Regions from separate parts of the Oryctolagus cuniculus genome. Here region 2 is linked to region 1. The links are chromatin contacts, called in public Hi-C maps. All regions are on one chromosome and are shown on one strand. The core of a region is the stretch at or near the end of the contact, and the rest is flanking DNA. Distances in the headings are between cores, read along the strand shown.

Evidence for each region. A called contact is a pair of places that touch in the nucleus more often than the background predicts.
Region 2: a contact with region 1 is called in a Hi-C map of an unstated tissue, with 2.4 times the contacts expected there. The contact joins two enhancer-like sites. A contact is called at or near these places in 3 of 6 Hi-C or Micro-C datasets (ear pinna, psoas muscle and an unstated tissue).

The regions. Positions count from the first base shown.
Region 1 is chrX:31,153,330-31,156,756 of mOryCun1.1, forward strand. No RefSeq gene overlaps it. Among named protein-coding and RNA genes, the nearest start is that of MIR221, 250 kb to the right of the region's middle. Within about 2 kb of position 1,847, at least 1 of the 8 cell types and tissues checked has an H3K27ac peak or open chromatin away from gene starts, as enhancers often do.
Region 2 is chrX:31,512,005-31,515,114 of mOryCun1.1, forward strand. It overlaps LOC103351793 (a long non-coding RNA gene), which reads right to left. Exons shown (of 7, transcript XR_519493.4): 2 at 2,736-2,816; 3 at 1,453-1,861; 4 at 27-171. Among named protein-coding and RNA genes, the nearest start is that of MIR222, 110 kb to the left of the region's middle. Within about 2 kb of position 1,692, at least 3 of the 8 cell types and tissues checked have an H3K27ac peak or open chromatin away from gene starts, as enhancers often do.

The DNA.
Region 1 (3,427 bases), core at 597-3,096:
TAATTTCATCTTCAGCTATCTGCAAGTGATTTTATATTGGCAGCCTGGACAAGCAAAGGGATGCTTAGGGAAGGTTATCTGAGAGAAAAGTCATCCATTTCTTCCAATAGGCATGCTGTCCTCGGTCTAGACAAAGAGTGGGACTATTGACTCGCTCATATTAATTTAAGCCCTTTAGCCCATTAGCCCTTTAGAGTGCAGTGCTCAATGCCATGGAAGCCCACCAACCAAATGCCTCCAGGCAAAAACACATTTGTATATAAAAACGTTAGGCTTGTTGAGCTAGTTGCAGCAAAAGACAACAATATGCTAGAGGAAACCTTCAGTCCTTGGGAAGGGAGAGGAGACAGAGGGCCCATCATCGGGATCAGGCTTACTCTGAGTGATTCCCTGGATGGTCTAAGGGAGCCGAGCTCAACTCTGGATTGGGTTTCCTCAAGAGGCAGGGACAATATAGTATTTGGGCCTCAATAATTTGCATATAAGATGAATGAGGCTGGAATTGTCACGGGTAAAGACACAACAGTCACGTTAGCCAGAGAAGCAGGGTGTTTAATTATTTTTGTGATTGCCGGTGGCTTTATCTTTATCTTGGTTCAAATATAATCATGGAGTGATCTTGTGCCAGCACTGTGTATATTACTTGAGAACATCATGGCCTGGCTGCCAGCAGGTCCATTTCTCACTTTCTCTGCTTGTCAGCAGGGATGTATTTCATTTCTCAGTGGCGTACTCTTTTTTTCTCATCAAAGTTAAAAGAAAAAGCCCTACTAGTTCTGTTCCTGTGGTGGCAGTACAAAGTCTAAGGAGCATGCCAGCCTTCAGACCACCCAGGACATTACACACAGACACACACACACACACACAGACAGACACACACACACACACCACCACCACCACCACCACCATGGGAATTGTGTTCAAAATTTAATGCCAAGAAGAATCATTTTGCTTAAGAAATAATGTAGTCTTTCTTCTTCACAATGAGGTCTAGCCATGCTTCTTACTTCCTTTTCTGTTATCTTTTTTCCCTTGGGCTTTGAGGATGCCCAGAGCCAACCTTTTTGCTTCATATATGTGTGTTCACCTTTCTCCCTAATCCCAAGTTTCCACTTGGATTTCACTAGTTTTTGTGGTTGATAGTTTCTTCAGGTCAAGGTAGGGGAAGAAAGAATCAATTCCCCATTGAACCGTGTTGCACAGCTTGAAGCTAACACAAAATTCGATTTTGCATTACTTCCCAGTTAATTCATGGATGTAATCTGCCTCTCATCATTTAATGGTAAAGTATCTAGCCTTTCTTGTTTTCAGCTTCCTTCTTCCCTATAGCATAGCACAAAGAGATGTTATGGAGAGGCTATCTGGAAATGCTGTTTTGGATGGGAGCTATTTGGGGGAGTTTTGCAGGCAGACAGTAGAGGTCACCATGGAGCTGTGCATGCTGGAGCGGCCTCTGCCAGGCCTGGAGACATTTCCAGATTGGTCTGAAATGGCATGGGGTAGAATCATAGACTCTTAGGTGTATCCTTTTTGCTCCGCTCGTTAAACAGCATTTCGCGATGCTTTCCTTCATGTCACTTCGGTAATACAGTTGTTTGAAGGCAGGAAGGTGGCTTTTATATGTTGTTTACCAAGAAAGAATCCATTTTAAGCACTACGGAACTCTGAAAAAAAAAAAGGTTACAAAATGTGTTTACTGAAATATTGTGAAATGAGGATGGAAATTCGCAGAGCAGGGTATTTGTCATCTGCTCATGACTAGCAGATGGCCGCTCCTCCTCCTCCACCTCTTCCTCCTCCTCCTCCTCCTCCTCTGCAAGCCAAATGACTCATATCTCTCAGGGTGTGCAAAATGAAATTTCTAAACTCTCCAGAGTAGAGGTGGCAGTGCCATAACTTGATGCGGGAGGAGTGTGCCAGCCAGATGACTGTGCCAGGCAGCACGCTGCCAAATGCTTCACAAAATGTCTCTCTTGTCGGAAAGAAGAGTGGATGTCTTCTCTCCACACGTGTTCAAGCTGCCATCTCTGAAAAGACTCTGGGGATGCTTCAGGCTGTGGGCGAGCCTGTGTGTATAAAACGGAGCAGGTGGTCTGCCGACCCAGAGCTGGGGAGTCACTACTCCTGCCAAGGTGAGTCATGCAAGATGGCTTCACCTGTTCTGGCTTGTCAGCCCTAGAACAGTGGCAGGGCTGCCTCTGGCCATCCACAGAACAAAGTCTGGGTGATTATCACATGCTCCAATAAATGGGAGATTAAATACAGTTTAAAGAGATGGAAGCTACCTGAGTTCAAAGTTCTTCTGTTTCTCTTTTGTTTAATTAAAAAGAACTCTGAGTCTTCTATGTTTAACAAAACTATGAGGGCTGTATTTTGGGCAATTATTTTTTTTTCAAAGATTTATTTATTTGAAAGACAGAGTTACAGAGAGAGGTAGAGACAGAGAAAGAGGTCTTCCATCCACTGGTTCACTCCCCAGATGGCTGCAATGGCCAGAGCTGCGCCGATCTGAAGCCAGGCGCTTCTTCCAGGTCTCCCACGCTGGTGTAGGGGCCCAAGGACTTGGGCCATTTTCTACTGCTTTCCAAGGTCATAGCAGAGAGCTGGATAGGAAGTGGAGCAGCTGGGTCTTGAACCAGCGCCCATATGGGATGCCAGCACCGTAGGCGGTGGCTTTACCCACTACGCCACAGCGCCGGTCCCTAGACAATTATATTTGTTTAAAAAATATAGTTCTGTGAGCCAGGTGGACTAACAGTCAACTTTACATTGTTTTAAAATTTATTTATTTATTTATTTATTTGAGAAGTAGAGTTACAGACAGTGAGAGGGAGAGACAGAAAGGTCTTCCATCTGCTGGTTCACTCCCCAAATGACTGCAATGGCCGGATCTGCACCAGTCTGAAGCCGGGAGCCAGGAGCTTCTCCTGGGTCTCCCATCCTGGTTCAGGGACCCGAGGACTTGGGCCACCTTTTATTGCTTTCCCAGGCCATAGCAGAGAGTTGGATTGGAAGAAGAGCAGCTGGGACTCGAACCAGCACCCATATGGGATGCCAGTGCCACAGGTGGAGGTTTAGCCTACTGTGCTACAGCACCAGCCGTAGTGAACTTGACTTTTAACTGCAGATTCCACTGCTCTTTGTGTGATAACTAATCACTACACACTCTCTCCACCCCCAATCCCTTCACCCATGAACTTCATCTCCTGGTATTTACACCTTTCTGTAGTCATCTCCTTTTGAGGTCAAAAGAAGCCTTGCAGTCTCCACCTGGGTCTCTTAGAACATTCTGGAAGAAGCCAGATGCAATGTACAAAATCTGATTACTCTGACATCTGTATGCTTTGAGAAGGCTTAAGCAGCTACATGAATGAGGTATATGATGAGAGAAATGCCTGGCAAATCCCTAGCTATTTCAGACATCCCA
Region 2 (3,110 bases), core at 442-2,941, 360 kb after region 1:
CATCTATTGAAAAGAATAATTCTAACCTGAACTAGACGCTTGTGCAATCTAAAGAGCGGTTTGGCAGGGTATTTTCCTCATAATGCTCAATCCCCGATTTGAATGTAAAGGAAGAGTGCCAAGAGGTCTTTCTGACACCGGCAGGATTTTAATACAGGTAGGTCCTTCATCCTTAAAAGAGCACAAACAAACAAACAAACAAAGTCAGAGCAGTTATCAACAGTATAATAATAAAAATCCTTAAGCAACTATCAGCGAGTCCAAGCAGCCATAAGATGAGAGAGGGTTTCGGGCGGTCAGACTGAGACAGACAGAAACAGACGGACCCACCGACAAAGCGGCAGACAGACACGGAGATGCCAGAGTTAACTGAGAATAACAAGCTATGCCGCGTAGCTTTTTACCTCCTCTGAGTCCCACAGTTCAACCACGACAAGTGTCCGGCTCCCGCACCTTCAGCCAAAAACACAAGCATACCCCCCACTCCACCCCCACCCCCACGCCAAGGCGAAACCGCAGCGCCAGAAGCCACCACCGAGCGAGCACACCCGCCGGGCCCGCTATCCCGCAAACCCCGCGGCTTCTTAATCCCCGCCGGAGATCGGCCCCACTTACCCGGAATGTACTTTAACGCCCCGAGGGCCTGTTTGCGTTTTCAGAATTGCACCAAATCCAAGAAAAGCAAGTCTCCTTGAGACCCTCTCCTCCTCCCTAGGACGGACATTCCCACAACACTCTCCTCCCCCTCCCAACCGCGAACATGCGCTGGGCCAGCCCCAAAGGGTCTTTGGGGACCCGCCAGTGATCAACACTGCTCCCACGTGCCTCCATTAAACCGACGTGCAAACGTGCCCAAGGCGCCAAGGGCATTTGCTCAGTCAGCCCTCCGAAGGGAGTTCAGCAAACCCGTTGACCCCTCCACCCCCAGCCTGGTCCCCGAAAGCATTGAGGGCGCACCCGGGCACAAGCACCCGAGCCAGCACACAATACTCCAGCAACTCCAGCCTTCTCCGCACACGCCCCGCTCAGTCCTGCCACCACTCTCTCTCCACGCAAGGTCCCTACAGTCCCCGCGGGCCGGGAACAGGGGGCGTCCAGATTGCTGCCGGGTGTGAACTGGGAAGAGGGGGGCGACCTGCACACACCACCGAGATTGCGGGCGGAGAAGGGGGTCGCAGTCCTCCAAAACCAAATCCAGTTCCTAAGAAGGCGACCGGGTGGAGGTGGGGACGCTGAGACCCGAGGGAGTGACTCCTAAGGGAGGCAGCTTTCCCGCACCTCTTTCCCCACCTAGCACACACACGCGCGCGCGCGCACACCACGGGGCCATGCACCTTTCCCCTACCCCGGGACCTGCCGGCCCTAGTCCCCGAGCGCTGCGGCCTGGAAGGGACGGCATCGGGTCGGCGGCGGTCCGAGGAACCGGCAGTGCGCCGCGCTCGGGGTGCCCACCTGCGCGCAGGGTCGCCGCTGGTGCCGGTGCGCCTGCCGGTGCGCGGTCTCCGGCTGCGGGAGCAGGAGGCGACGGCGGCCAGACTCCTGGACCCCACGCGCCTCCTCGCTCGCCCGCAGCAGCGGTCCTTGTTTCCCTTGGTCGGAGCTGGCGAACAGCCCACCTAGCCCGCAGGTTCTGCCACCGTCGCTCTGCCCGCCAGAGCCCAAGCTGTCCTCCCCGCCCCTTTCCCGCCGCCCCGCGCAGCGCTCTGCTGCGCTCCGCCCCCCGCCCGCCCATCCCAGCCGGGGCCCAGTCGGGGGATGCGGGCCCCGCGCCTCGTGCCGCAGATCCGGGGTCCCAGGCGGGGCGGGGGTGGGGTGGGGGAAGAGAAGGGGCGGGCGGAGGATCCGCCCGGACCCCGCGATCCTAATCCACTCCCCACCCCCAGGGTCCGCGGCAGCTGCCCTCACTCAGGCGGCCAAGGGTGTGGACACAGCGCGCGCTGCCCCCGCTCTTCCGGCGTCTCTTCACTCCCCGCAAAGCACCTTCCATGGCCTCGAGGGTGCCTCGTGTTTTGGGGGGAGGGGGTCTGGGGAAGCGGGGTGGAGTGAGCGGCAGAGAGGAGGTGAAGATATTACCATGTCAACTGCTTTCAAGTTGCTGCCTGTGCCTTGTTTCTGTTGCATTAACTACCTGGATGTGCTGCTTCCCTTGTTAGAGCCGCAGTAATATTCAGAGGTATGAATATAAGCTTGCCAAGCTAATTGCTTGAAGGGTCGTTTCCTTTCAATGTCGTGATGGCAGAATACGACACATTCACTCTTTTTAAAAAGTTACTTTACGTATATGTTTAATAAATATAAAATCACATTTCTAATTTAAAAAACTAGCAAAATATAACTAACTGAACAGCTGTGTTGAACAGAAACAGATCAAGGGTGTGTGCGCTATTTAAACCCGCTGTAATTACATTAATTGGTTCGTTTTAAAGTGTATTTTAGGTATTTCCTAAAACGGGATCAGAACTGAGGGATTAGGAACCCCTGAGCATTAATCTGGCTTTTTGCCACAGTTCTAAAACGTCAATTTCATGGAAATTACTACATGTGGTTTGTTTAGAAAAATGGATCCTTTTTCTTCCAGGTTGGCAGCATTTTGAGATCTGGTAAACGACTTATTTTGTAAAAGCCAAGAAAGAATAAAATTCTCATTCATTTTCTGATGATGGAATATCTGGTCTGGTAGCTTTTTCTTTAGTGTTTGCCTCTTCGAGGCAAACTTCCTCTCTGCTTCCTCTTACATTTGCTTTGCTTTCTCCGAGATATTTGTTCCCCAGATGTAAGGAAAGTTATACACACCATGATTTTTGAGGCTTGGTTTTCTGAAAGGCGATAGGAAAATTAATTACAGTTAACTATCAAAGTCAACCCCAGGCTCATGTTACTAAATTTCACACTGAGTAACCCTGTTTTTCAGCTCAGCATTTAGCAATTTAGTCTAATACTTGAGAACCAAGAGTTTTCAAAATTTCATCCTTATGAGAATGAAGTGTACAATTTTTAATGAATGTTTTTGAACTGAAATTAAATTTATTAAATTGACTAATGAGAAGTATATTAGTACTGTATGTGTGGCTGGGGAAAGAAGGACAATGTGGATGACAAACAGTTCTGAA